2 separate regions of the Ovis aries genome follow, and region 1 is linked to region 2. A link is a contact called in public Hi-C data. All regions are on one chromosome and are shown on one strand. The core of a region is the stretch at or near the end of the contact, and the rest is flanking DNA. Distances in the headings are between cores, read along the strand shown. Region 1 holds the start of DRC7 (dynein regulatory complex subunit 7). Region 2 overlaps ADGRG5 (adhesion G protein-coupled receptor G5).

Region 1 (6,752 bases), core at 2,072-4,571, 120 kb after region 2:
TAAAATTTATATGAAAGGGTTTCCCTGGTGGTCTGGTGGTTAAGAATCTGCCTGGCAATGCAGGGGGTGTGGGTTCGATTCCTGGTCCAGGAAGATCCCTTGCCCCTTGGTCTACATGCCGCGGGGCAACAAAGCCTGTGGGCCACAACTCCTGAGCCCGTGCACCCTAGAGTGCGTGCTCTGAAACAAGAGAAGCCACCACAATGAGAAGCCCACGGACTGCAACTAGAAAAAGATGCACAGCAATGAAGACCCAGCACAACCAGAAGTAAGTAAATAAGTAAAAATTTTAAAAACTAAATAAAATAAATTTTATATTAAGGCATATAGGTGTCAAATAGCTAAGTCATCCTTAATGAAAGAGGGCATAGAAGGAAGAACTGACCTGCAGATATAAAGAGTGTACAAGGCCATAGTGGTAAATTCAACGTGGAGTCTATGCAGGGATAGACATGAAGACCAGTGGAATAGAACAGACGGCTCCATGGCAGACACATGTATACCCGGGGACTTACTGTATGACGAGAGTGACATCACGCACGAGGAAGGGACAAATGATCTGATGATGGTGTTGGAAAATTAACTCATCGTAAGGGGAAAAATAAAACAAAATCCCTACTTAACTGCTCATACAGAGATGGACTTCCAGCAGAGTAAAGGTCTAAATGGCGTGGCAAAATTACAAAGTTAACATAGGAAAATGTTTTTTATTGGAGTATAATTGCTCTACAATGTTGCGTTAGTTTCTGCTGTACAACAAGGTGAATCAGCTGTATACATATATCCCCTCTCTCTCGAGTTTCCCTCCCATTCCCCATCCCACCCAACTAGGTCATCGCAGAGGGGAAAATATTTTTGTGACTTAAGTGCAAGAAAGGACTTTTTAACCAAAAATTCATAAGTGCAAAACATCAGACCAAAACTTGATAGACTCAGATACATCAAAATTAAAGTTTTCTGTTTAATGAAGGTCACTACTGGCAAGGTTAGTGGACCTGTGACAGAATGGAGGGAGGCATTTGCAGCATCTGGAACCAGGGATTAACACCTGGAAGTCCTGTAAATCCAAACAAGATAATTCTGCAATAAAGAAAAATGGGTTGAGTTTTTAAAAGACAGTTTCAGAAGAAGAAACCCTTGAAGCTAACACATTAGCACATGAAGACAGATTTTAAATCTTTAGTAATCAGAGAGGCACATGCTCAAATGACAATAAGATCTTGTTGTACCCCTATGAAACTGGCAAACATCAGGAAGGGAGTGAATATCAGCTGCTGGTGGGGGCAAGTACCAGGCTCCCTCAGGCATTGTGGGAGGTGGAGAGAGTGTAGGTTTCACCACCTGAAAAAGAAGTGCAGTGTTGCTGCTGAGCCAGCAGTCCTGCTCCTGGTTCTTTAGCCCAGAGATACACTTGCAGGTCTAGAAGGGACTCCACCAATGACATGCGTGGCATTATCTGTGAATAATGGGAGTTGATAGCAAAGTGGGGTGTCCATGGCTGGGAGAGTAAAGAGGAAATTAATGTGGGTGGATCTTTTTTCTTTTTAATAAATTCTGGTGCGGCTTTTGTTTGTTTGTTTAATATTTATTTATTTTCTTTGTTCATTTGGCTATGACAGGTCTTAGTTGGAGCATGCAGGATCTAGTTCCCTGACCAGGGATCAAACCCAGGCCCCCTGTTTTGGGAGCCCAGACTCTTAGCCACTGGACCGCCAAGGAAGTCCAGTGGGTGGATGTTAAAAACACAGATCTTAGCAAGTGTCTAAGAAACAGAAAAATATTAATACAATATCATTAACACCAATTAAAAATGCTGACAGCATGAAAAAGAATGCTCGTTTGGTGGGGAGTTGGGGAGCGTCCGAATGATGCCTATGTGGGCTGGGAATGGGTAAAGAGGAATAAACAACTATGTGGAGGAAATTAGGTGTTGCACGAGACAAAAGGAAAAAGGAGACCTATGTTCCATTCCGCCAGTGGCGCATATCACATTTTCCTTTTCCTCTTCCCTTCCTGGCTGCCTCCCAGGTGAATTCCCCAGAGAGGTAATTCCAGGATGAACTCCAGGACTGAAGTCCACATGCCATCTTAGGAATTTTCCCTCCATCTAATTTATCCTTCTCACTTTATTTTATATGACTGCATAATGTTCCAGCCAGAAGAAAAAAAATTGTTCTTTATTATCAAGAATTGAGGTGATGCCTACATTTTCACCAATAGCAGCAACTATACAATCTCGTCCAGACATCTGCAGGATTTCTCTGGACCCCACGGACCCCGACAAGGCAGCATCACAAGTTTTATGGGCCCTTTCCTTCAAAAAAAAAAAAAAAAAGAAGTTATCTTTTGTGACTACATTGGTACGAAGACAAATATAATCCCAGGTGGACTCATAATGTGCATTATTGGTCTATTCATTTTTTCCTTGGAATTTAAAAGAAATTAAAGTAAGCAATTTCATGGGCCACTAACTTAACAAGTAAGTTTTCCCTGTGCCATGAGATTTATACTAAATCAGTGGTCCAGCCTCGACTAGAACCAGGACTTGGGCAGCCTGACTCTGTCCACAATGACAGGCGGGCCATGCCAGGACACACACTGCTTTCTATCTGTTTGATGAAGGCCATACTGAGCATGCAAGCGGAAGCAGTGCTGTCCTGGTAAATGTTTAACAACACTTGATGAGAGAAATCTCTAGTATTCTTGCCTGGAGAATCCCATGGGCAGAGGAGCCTAGCAGGCTACAGTCCACAGGGTCGCCAAGAGTCAGACACGACTGAAGCGACTTAGCACGCGTGAGAAGAGAAAAAGTCCTTTTCTGCAGCATTTGCCAGTCTCTGTGGTATAAGTAAGCTCATGGACCATTTTAAGCTACCTATGTGACATCACTGAACAGAGCTGGAAAAAGATGCAGAGCAGCTTACCCTTACATAATATTTTCATCGTATAGATAACAATAGGGACAAATAACCTCTGGAGCTCAGATAACAATAAAATGCAGTAAAATAATTAGGAAGTGATGAGTTTTGAGTACTTCTTACCTCTGCTTTTAGTATAGTCTATTTACTTGTATGTTTTTATAATTTAAATTTTACTAATGACAGGGTTCATCAGTGGGTTCACAAACATTCCTAAAGCTTTAACCATCAGTTCTTGCAAACTGGCACATGAGCTGCTTCCAGCCCACCGCTGGCTGAGGGACATACTGCAGTGGGTCTCCTGGACCCAGACCTGGTTAGTGACAAAAGACTACATTTCCCAGAAGCCTCCTCTCCCAGGACCTGCCCTCGGCCTGGAAAGCTGTTACCATGGAGACAGGCTAACAGATGGTACAGGCTGTCCTCAAGGGTGAGATGGGAGCTGGGGTGTGGGGTGGCTGAACCCCACCTGGCAGGGAGGAGGGCAAGGGCGTGGGCTCTGGTGGTAAGGGGGATTCTTCTGCCTGGGGCCTATCAACCCCAAACTTTCTGGGGAAGTTTTCAGTGTGTGTGTGTGTGTGTGTGTGTGTGTGTGTGTGTGTGTGTGTGTGTGTGTGATGGTGAAGAGAAGGTTGTTGCTGGGGAGAAAGACTCAGGGAAGGGCTTGTGGGGTGGGGAGCGCTGCTGGGCACAGAGTTGGAGGAACTTTAAGGCGGGACTGCCTTCCCCAAACTGTGCTTTAGCTGACGGGGCAGGCTGATGCAGGGAATAAGCGTTGCAAGTCCTGGCTCAGCACCTCTGATGACGTGTTCTGTGACCTTGGCTTAGAGCCCATTTCAGTGGCTGCCCACTGACACCTTGGCCTCCTCGCCTCCTATGTCTTTCCTTACTCACTCCCCCTCCACTAAACCATCCATTCCTTCTAGTATTTTTACATTTTATTAGGCCCTTAAATGCATGGATTTCAGAGCCAGAAATATACAGGTTCATGTATATTTCTGCTCCTTACTAGTTCTGTGACTTTAGGGCAAGCACTTAACCTCTCTAGGCCTCAGTGTTCTCCTCTGAAAAGTGGGTATCATAACAGTATCTGCCTCATAGGGTCCGTAATGGAAAAACTCAGTCTTCCACCTTCTGTGTGTCTCCTTTACTTCTCAGAAAAAACCCTTTGCTTCTGACACTTCTGGTACCAAATATGTGGGTTTTCCCCTCACTGAGTAATTCCTCTTTGAAATATTCATTTATGTATTTGGCTACCTCAGTTCTTAGTTGCATCGCACACAGATCTACATTGCGTCCTGTGGGATCTTTCTTTGCAGCTCAAGGACTCCCTAGTCGTGACGCGTGGGCTCAGTAGTTTTGAGGAATGGGCTTAGTTGCTCCACTGCACGTGGGATCTTAGTTCCCTGACCAGGGATCAAACCGACGTCCCCCGCATTGCAAGGAGGATTCTTAACCACTCGACCACCAGGGAAGTCCCAAGAAATGCTCCATGACACCACTTGGGTGTCCTACAATTCAACTCAATTCTGACACTACCTCCTTGGAGTGGCATCAGATCCCACAGGTTAAAGACTCAGTCCCACAAGACTCTTCCCACTCACTCCAGATGCCAATAGCAAGCAAGTAGTCGGTCCCGGGTTACCCACAACTTCTGTTCAATGCAGCTACCGATTGGGGGTTCCCATGACCCCTCTCTCGGGTTCTATTTATTTGCTAGAGAGGCACAGAGAACTCAGGGAAACACCTCATTACATTTACCAGTTTATTAAAGGACACAGTAGAGGACACAGATGGCCAGGCAGGTGAAGAGATACATAATGCGAGGTCTGGGGAGGTCTGTGAAGGTCCCGAGTGCAGGAGCTTCTGTCCCCGAAGAGGACATTGCCTTTCCAACCTGGAGGCTCTCTGCACATCCTACTGTTGAGAGTCTTATGGAAGCTTCCTCACAGAGGCTTGATCAATTATTGAGCCCATTTCTACTCTTCTCTTGTCTCTGGAGAATGGAGGAGGGGCTGGAAATTCCAAGCTTCCAGCCACGGCTTGGTCTTTCTGGTGACCAGAAAGACTCCCCATCAGGGAGTCATCCAGGGGGTCACCCAGCCTTGCTGAAACAGAAAAAAAAAAAAAGAAAAAGATGTGCCTGGTGTTATCACTTCGGGAATTATAAGGGGACAGGATCTTTGGTCCACTGTAGTGAGGCTGGGCTCTCTGGCTGCAGACAAGGCCTTCCCTAGGGCGCATGAGCATATATGGCATTTCAGTGTCCATCCACCCCCCACCAGCCCCCACAAAGGTCCTCCATCCTGAGAGATGACGCAAGGGCTTGGCCAGAAGACTGTAGGCTGTGTCACTGACGCCTGCCCCTTATTCAGGTGCCTTAGAGGCAGCCCCATTCTTGCCCTCTCTGTGTTCCAAGTATGGTGATGTTACCTCTTTTTTTTTCTTCCTTGCTGTTATGAATGGCGCCAGAGGTAAAGAATCTGCCTGCTAATGCAGGAGATGTAGGAGACACAGGTTCAACACCTGGCTTGGGAAACAACAACTGTTTGTCTCCAGTGTTGCCAACCATGGTGCCACCCAGTCTCGTGAGGCACTGGGAACCAGCCCTGTTAGCAACTTAGTGACTGAGCATATAGGTGTCATATCTAAGAGGTCTAAAAGATAATTATGAATAAGTTTCTTTGAATTTAGACTTACTGGACTAAGCATAAATATATTTAATAGGAAACTTCATAATACTCGGAGAAGGCAACGGCAACCCACTCCAGCACTCTTGCCTGGAAAATCCCATAGACGGAGGAGCCTGGTGGGCTGCAGTCCATGGGGGTCTCGAAATCGGACACGACTTCACTTTCACTTTCACTTTTCACTTTCATGCATTGGAGAAGGAAATGGCAACCCACTCCAGTGCTCTTGCCTGGAGAATCCCAGGGACGGGGGAGCCTGGTGGGCTGCTGTCTATGGGGTCGCACAGAGTTGGACACGACTGAAGCGACTTAGCAGCAGCAGCAGCAGCCAGAAGGAGAAAGTAACTGGCTGAATAAATATACAAAAAGCAAAGCAAGGTTAATAAGTGTCAGCTACCTGCTCCTGCCCTGACAATAGTCTCAACGTGTGCCCTGCGACATCTCTGCCTCAAGGGGAAATCTGCAAATGTCAGAAAGGTGTTACAGGCGTACTTGCACCATGTGGAGACTTTCTCTCTGATGGAAAGGACGTTTAAGAGGGTCTTGCCTCCTCCCTTTGTGCCCTAAACCAGCAGTCCCCAACCCTTCTGACACCAGGGACCAGTTCATGGAAGACAATTTTTTCATGAACCAGGGGTGGAGGGAAGTGGTTTCAGGATGATTCATTTATTGTGTAATTTATTTCTATTATTATGACATCAGCTCCACCTCAGATCATCAGACATTAGATCCTGGAGGCTGGGGACCCCTAAATTCTAAAGCACATCAAAGCACCACCCAAGGACACAGGTGGTGTCATTGACTCCATTCTGGCCTGAAACTGGCCATTCTGAGTGCATTTAACCCTCCTGCAGCGACCTCCTCTCTAGACAGTCAGAGACACGCCAGAATGGAGGTCCTGAAGGAGAAAGTGGAGGAGGAAGAGGCGGCGGAGCGAGAAGAAGCAGCCGAGCGGGCCGAGAGGGGAGAGAAAACAAAGAGGCCGATGGAGGTGCGGAGAGGGGAAACCACCATGACGCAGGAGATGCTCAGAGACCTGGAGAGGAAGCTGTCAGAGATCGAGGTCTCTGTCCCGGAGAAGATCTTGTGAGTGTCAGGGATGGGGAGGGAGGGGGCTATGGCCCAGCCACCCTGGCGGGGGTCA
Region 2 (6,492 bases), core at 2,851-5,350:
TGGTGCCTCGGCCCAGCTGGCCAGGCCTGTGACCAGAGCACTGGTCGTGGAGTCAAAAGGTCATGTTTCAGCGCCTGGCTCTGAGTCTCACTATCTGACCTTGGACCTGTCATTTCTCACTGACCCTCGGTTTGCACATCTGTGACCTGGGGACAGATGACTCTGGTCTTGCCCTGTCCCAGAGCTCTATGCAGATTGAATGAGACCAGGGAGGAAGAGGTCATAGTAGGGTGGGGGCAGCTGGCCTAGGGCAGCTGGGGGCAGGGTCTTGACCAGCTGGAAAGGCTCTGCTTCCTTCCTTGGGGAGAGGGTCATCCCAGGCCGGGAGTCCCCAGCCCAGTGCTTAGAGACCCACCTAGTGCTTGAGACCTCATCAGCCTGTGTCCAAAGTTTCTTTTCCGTTTGCTCCCAGATTATGTGGACTAACTCCACGCCCACCTTTCCTGAAGACCAGAAGATCCTGTCCTGCCCAGAGGCTCCTCCTCCAGTGCTCCCCAGGCCCCTATAGGCCATTTAGACTAGTGACTGGGGCCATAGGACTTCCTGGGGGTGGGAAGGGAGTGCCTCGTTCCCCTCCACCTGAGCTCCAGTGGCCAGGCATTTTGAGGACTGGGCAGGTTTGAATTTCCCCTGGTAGGTGTGAGGATGTGTGTTCTAAATCTCACATTTGTTGGTCTATACTCTTGGAGCTGGGAGGCGCCTACAGTATTTATAAATTGGTATAAATTATGCAAGTCTCTTGTCATGCTGCACATTCTTGTTTTCTCCTTATTTGCTATGTTAGCTGTCACTGTTGCAGAGAATCACCATTGCCCTTGACTGGTCCTGATGGAGATCACTCCTGAAGCCAGCGCATTTCCCAGGAATCCCACCAGGGGGCGATGTTGGCCCACATCAGAAGCCGGTGGGTCCAAAACCAATGGAGATGCTGCGGTCGCCTGTCTGGGGAGATGACACACCTGATGGAGAGGCCCTGCCTCCAGGACTGTGCGTGCTGAGTGACCAGCAGGAGGAATGCCAGTCCTGCCTACATAGCCACTTCTCTTTCCCAACACAGCCGCCCGCTCTGGCTCTTGGTGTCTTGTGCTCTGGGCATATCTGGCGCTGGAGCAGTGGGCTGGGACGGGGTCTCAGTGACTGGCTCCGGGCCATCAGACAGATTTTGGTGACTTTGAACATCACAGGGCGGGAACTGGAGCCAGATCCCTTTTCTCCGAGGGGGGCCTTCTGCCCTCTGTTCATTTCTTACACAAATAATGGTTCAATTCCAGAGCTGGACGGCTGGAGCTCAAATGCCAGCCCTGCCACTTGACAGCTGTGTGACCACGGAAAACCATTCCACCTGTCTGCGCCTGAGTTTTCCCTCTGTAAGACAGGGGCAATAGTAATACCTGTTTAGGAGGGTAAATAAAATAATCCATATAAAGAGGCTTCAGTTCAGTTCAGTCGCTCAGTTGTGTCCGACTCTTTCCAACCCCATGAATCGCAGCACGCCAGACCTCCCTGTCCATCACCAACTCCCGGAGTTCACTCAAACTCACGTCCATCGAGTCGGTGATGCCATCCAGCCATCTCATCCTCTGTCGTCCCCTTCTCCTCCTGCCCCCAATCCCTCCCAGCATCAGAGTCTTTTCCAGTGAGTCAACTCTTCGCATGAGGTGGCCAAAGTACTGGAGTTTCAGCTTTAGCATCAGTCCTTCCAGTGAACACCCAGGACTGATCTCCTTTAGAATGGACTGGTTATAAAGAGGCTCAGCAGAGGGTAAGTGCTCAGTGCATGGTTACCGCTATCATTCATATTTGTTATTATTGTTAGCAGTGCCACCTGAGTTTCGGAGGCTGATCCATCTAAGGTCCAGCTCCTCTCTGGGCACATCTTGTGTCCCTTGGCTTTACCACTTTCCCCAGAGCTGCCTCTGCCCCAGCCTTGCTGGCCTTTGGTCATTTTAGGAACATTCTCCACGTGGTACAGCCTCCAGGCCATTGCCACCGATCACCCTACCCCTCTGTTCCCCAATTCTCTGATCTAGTGATATTCTCAGGGGCTCAGTTATCGTGTCTCCCATGAAATCTCTCCAATTTTCCCACAGAGAAGGTCTCTCTCCCACCTTACTCCAGGCAGAGTGTCCCCCTGCCTCTATCAGGGTGCTGTGAGCCCCCATCCAAGCTCCCCTGGTTTGGCCAGCTCTGGCTTGTACCCGGCTCCCCAGGCCTTGGGATGAGTCCCCATTCCAATGAGGGTCCCGAGGATCATGGGAATCTTCAGCCCCTCTCTTGGGCAGCTCCAGGGAGCGGTGTCCCAGGCTGACTCCGCAGCCCAGTAAAGCAGGGCCTTGCCTGGGAGTTCCCTCCCCCATCCCCACCCCAGCGCAGACCTGGCCTGTTAGATCCTACCAAGCCTGGGCTGCCAACGGAGGATTTGGCCACAGTGACACGGAATGGGGCTAGTAAATCTAGGAGACAGCCCCAGGCATGTGGCCTGAGCCCGGTTGGGGTTCATGCTCTGGGCAGGGACCGCTTCCCAGAAATGCCCCAGCTGGGTGTGGGGGCAGGGATGAGGGAGCCCTTGCAGGGCCTTCGTGTCCTCCTCTCACTCCCAGCAGGGTCCTGGCCTTGCCCGGACTCCACATCGGGCGCAGCGCTCAGGGGCTTCCAGACTTAGCAGGAAGATGGCGGGGGTCGTGTCTGGGCAGGGCCGCTGCTCAGGGCCAGAGACTCCAAGGAGGCACCTGGTGAGGGATGACAAGTCGATGCCAGAAGGGCCGCAGACTAGCAATTTCTGTGTTGCTTTGCTGCTGTTTTTTCAGAAAGGCATAGTGTGTGTACGGGGGGAGGAGTGTTGAATGAGGGTTGCCCAATAAAGCACAAGATGCTTGATTTGGGGGACAGATACAAAAAAAGTTCACTGTTTATCTGAAATTCAAATTTCATCCTATAGATCTCCATCGGCCTATTTTTCCTTTAGTTCTTTGGCTAAGCCTGGCCACATGCTCTTTTTGAGCATAATTTTTGGCCGCTCTGGGTCTCGTTACTGTGCACACTCGTTGCAGAGCACTAGGGCCAGCTGTGCACGGGCTTCTCACTGGTGACTTTTGCTGCGGGGCACGGGCTCTAGAGCTCTTGGGCTTCAGTAGTTGTAGCGCCGGGGCTCAGCAGTGGCGGCGCACAGGCTTAGTTTATGCTACTTAGGAAGGAGCACTGGCTCGGGGGCCTGGGGCGTGCAGTCTTTACCCTTCAATCTAACCACCGTGTGCCAACTGGGGAACCCTCTGAGTCCTGAGCCCCACTCAGGGCTTCTCTTCCCGGGCTCCCCTTGCCAGTCAAGGCTGCCACCAGGATGCTCGAGGGCTCTGCCTTCTGGTGCTCCTCCCATCGACCGTGGTCCAGACCCGGCCTCCATCCTCCTCTCCACAGCCCTCCCTAGCTTCCCACTCCCAGTCTGAGCTTTACTCAGACGCCAGAGGGAATTTTTTCATCCTGTAAGCTGACATGTTTTTCTCTGCTGACACCCTTCCATACCCTCCCCCTCCTCATAGTCAAACTTCCCACTGGAGCTCGAAAGGCCCTGGGGGTCCTACCTGTGCTCACGTCTCCCACCATTCCTTCCTTGTCCTCCTTGTTGCCATACTCAACTACTTCACATTCTCTGAACAGGTCTTTCTCACCTTCAGGCCTTGTACAAGCTTCCCGGAACACTGTCCCTCAGGTCCTTCATTTGCAGAAATATGACTACACACCCTAATGGTCTCAGTCTGGCAGCCTCTCCTGATTTCTCTGTCTGGACCAGGAAGCTGCCCTTGACCGGTAAAGCTGATTTTGGAGAGATAGCAGTGAGCAGTCCTGAAGAGAGATCTTAGTTCTCTGCCCAGGAATCGAACCTGGGTAAGCCTGGATGAAAACCAGGAATCCTAGTTCCCAGGGGTGGAGGTGAGATGCAAAGTGACCCTGGCTCTTTCTTCCCATTTGAAAGCAAGAATGTTTCAAGAAGACAAAAACTGTAAAAACAGGTACAAAGTTTATTATTAGAGACACAGCATAAGGTGTGGGAGTGCAAACAGAAGCAGTTTGTTTATTTAAGACAGAAGCAAGGCAGAGACACACGCCTGGAGTGCTGGCGTCCTGAATGAGGGGCGTGGTAAAGAGGCGATTCAGATCACTTCTACAGGACAGTCCTTCCGGGTCTTTGTTTACATTTGGCCAGTTGTTTCATTTTTTTCTTTATACCTGACTGGTCCTAGCACCCTCCCCAAGATGCCTGTGCAACTGTTTGCTAAGATGGATCCTACAGCAGAGGCCTGTGGGGGCATTCCATGCTTCTTATGGAGGGTGCCCCCTTCCTTTTTGACCCCCAGGGAGACTTCCTGCTCCTTCCTGCTCCCCAATGTCCTTCCTGGACATTACACACATGCACGTGTGCAGATAGGAAAGTGTTTCTGACCTCAGGAGCAGGCACCTTATCTCTTCACTTTAGCAGAGCTCAGCTTTTGCAACTAGCTTTGCCCTTGGAGTACCTGGGTGAGAACAAAGCTTCAGTTTTACTCCACTTGACAAACACCAGCTGTCCAGCCCAGGGGCCCTATCTATCTCCTACCTCAAAAGCTAGGATGGCTTCTTTTGGCTCCACAGCCTTTGCCCTTCCCTCATGATAGTAGTTGTGGATATCCATATCATTTAAAAAGTAAATGTTATCATCTGCCAGTTTACTTTGACCAATCTGACTTTTAAGAATTGATAGACTAGGGAGAAGCTGACAAATCCTCCAGCAACGTGGAATGTTTCAAATGCTTCTCTCTTTTATTCAAAAAAATATATTATTTTATTTGGCTTTGCTGGATCTTAGTTGGAGCACGTGGGATCTAATTACCTAACCAGGGAACACGGAGTTTTAGCCGCTGGACCATCAGGGAGGTTCCTCAGATGCTTCTCTTAATTACGGATGGCAAAGCTGAACAAACTAGCCAAGACACAGAAGATCGGAATGACATAAGAAACAGATTTGATGTAACGGACATTAATTGAATTTTGTCTCCCGTGATCAGATTCTCCTTAAGCCCTTAAGGGCTATCTTTAAAACCTGACAGTCGACTAGATTAGAAAGCAAGCTTCAAAAAAAACTGCAAAGAATTGCTATTAGACCACATTCTTTGAACTCGATGAAGTGGAGCTAGTAATAACAAAAATGTAATTTAAAAATCCCCATGTGTTTGGAAATTTGTCACTGGGATAAACAAATTGACCAAAGGCATGGAAAGGAGAGCCTGGAAGCAAGAGAAGGCATATGTGGGACTCTGGTGTCTGACAGTGGAAGCTGGCAGACCAGGGAAGCGGGGGACCATGCGGAGCGGGTGACACGTGTGGGGAAGTCCTCTCAGATCTCAGCCTGACACTGGACTCAAGAATCAGCTCTAGGGACTTCCCTGGTGGTCCAGTGGTTAAAACTCGGGGTTCCACTGCAGGGGGCGCAGGTTCAATCTCTGGTTGGGGAACTAAGATCCCACATGCCTTGCCGAATGGCCAAAAATCTGGAAAACAAAACAAAACAAACAAAAAAAAACCCACCCAAAACCAAAAATAAAAACAAAACCCCAAAAAACAAGAATCAGCTCTAGATGAATTAAGGGTTTACATGTCAAAAGCACACCTTTAATACTATTTGAAGAAAATATAGATTAACATCTTTCTGACTTCAAGATGGGGCAAGAATCTTTAAAGAAAACATCAAAAAAGTGTTAACCATGATGAAAAGCCAGATACAATTGACCACATGCTAATTTGTGTTTGAGACAGAAGCCATGGGGCTTCTTTTCTATATCTGTGATGTAGAAAACAAACATGGTTACCAGGGGGAAAGGCAGGGGAGGGATAAATGGGAGACCGGATTGACATACACACGCTACTACATAGATTCAAGAGAACTGAGAAGAATCTACTGTAAAGCACAGGGAACTCCCCTCAATATTCTGTAATGACCTATATGGGGAAAGAATCTAAAAAAAGGAGTGGCTATATGTTACGTGGGCTTCCCAGATAGTGCTAAAGCATCCACCTGCCAGTGCAGGAGCCACAAGAAACCTGGGTTCGATCCCTGGGTCGGGAAGATCCCCTGGAGGAGGGCATGGCAGCATTCTTGCCTGGAGAACCCCTATGGACAGAGGAGCCTGGTGGGCTACAGTCCAGGGGGTCTCAAAGAGTCGGGCATGGCTGAAGTAGCTAAGCACGCTCATGTATGTATATGTACAACTGATCACTTTACTGTACAGCAGAAATTAGCACAACATTTTAATTCAACTATACTCCAATAAAAAATTCTATTTCCCAAAATACACCTTAAAGGAAGTAAAAAGACAAGCCATATTTGGGAAAAGATGTAAGCACAGAGTTGGTATCAAGATCCCCTATGAATCAGTAAGAAAAGATAAACAACTTAGGAGAAAAATGAGCAAAACCCATGGACAGGCATTTCCAAAAAACTGAAAAAGCTCTGGCCAGATA

The links. Hi-C and Micro-C count contacts between places; a contact is called where the count stands out from the background.
Region 1: a contact with region 2 is called in a Hi-C map of tail adipose tissue, with 4 times the contacts expected there. The contact joins the promoter of DRC7 here to the enhancer-like site in region 2. A contact is called at or near these places in 12 of 16 Hi-C or Micro-C datasets (blood, hypothalamus, liver and 6 more).

Annotation. Positions count from the first base shown.
Region 1 is chr14:25,266,954-25,273,705 of ARS-UI_Ramb_v3.0, forward strand. DRC7 (dynein regulatory complex subunit 7) reads left to right here and starts at 3,322. Exons shown (of 15, transcript XM_060397978.1): 1 at 3,322-3,348; 2 at 6,463-6,694. The coding sequence starts at 3,327. It overlaps LOC121816487 (a long non-coding RNA gene), which reads right to left. Exons shown (of 2, transcript XR_006056109.2): 2 at 4,670-5,026.
Region 2 is chr14:25,145,866-25,152,357 of ARS-UI_Ramb_v3.0, forward strand. ADGRG5 (adhesion G protein-coupled receptor G5) reads left to right here. Exons shown (of 12, transcript XM_060397976.1): 12 at 1-1,429. Among named protein-coding and RNA genes, the nearest start is that of ADGRG5, 29 kb to the left of the region's middle. Within about 2 kb of position 4,101, at least 4 of the 54 cell types and tissues checked have an H3K27ac peak or open chromatin away from gene starts, as enhancers often do.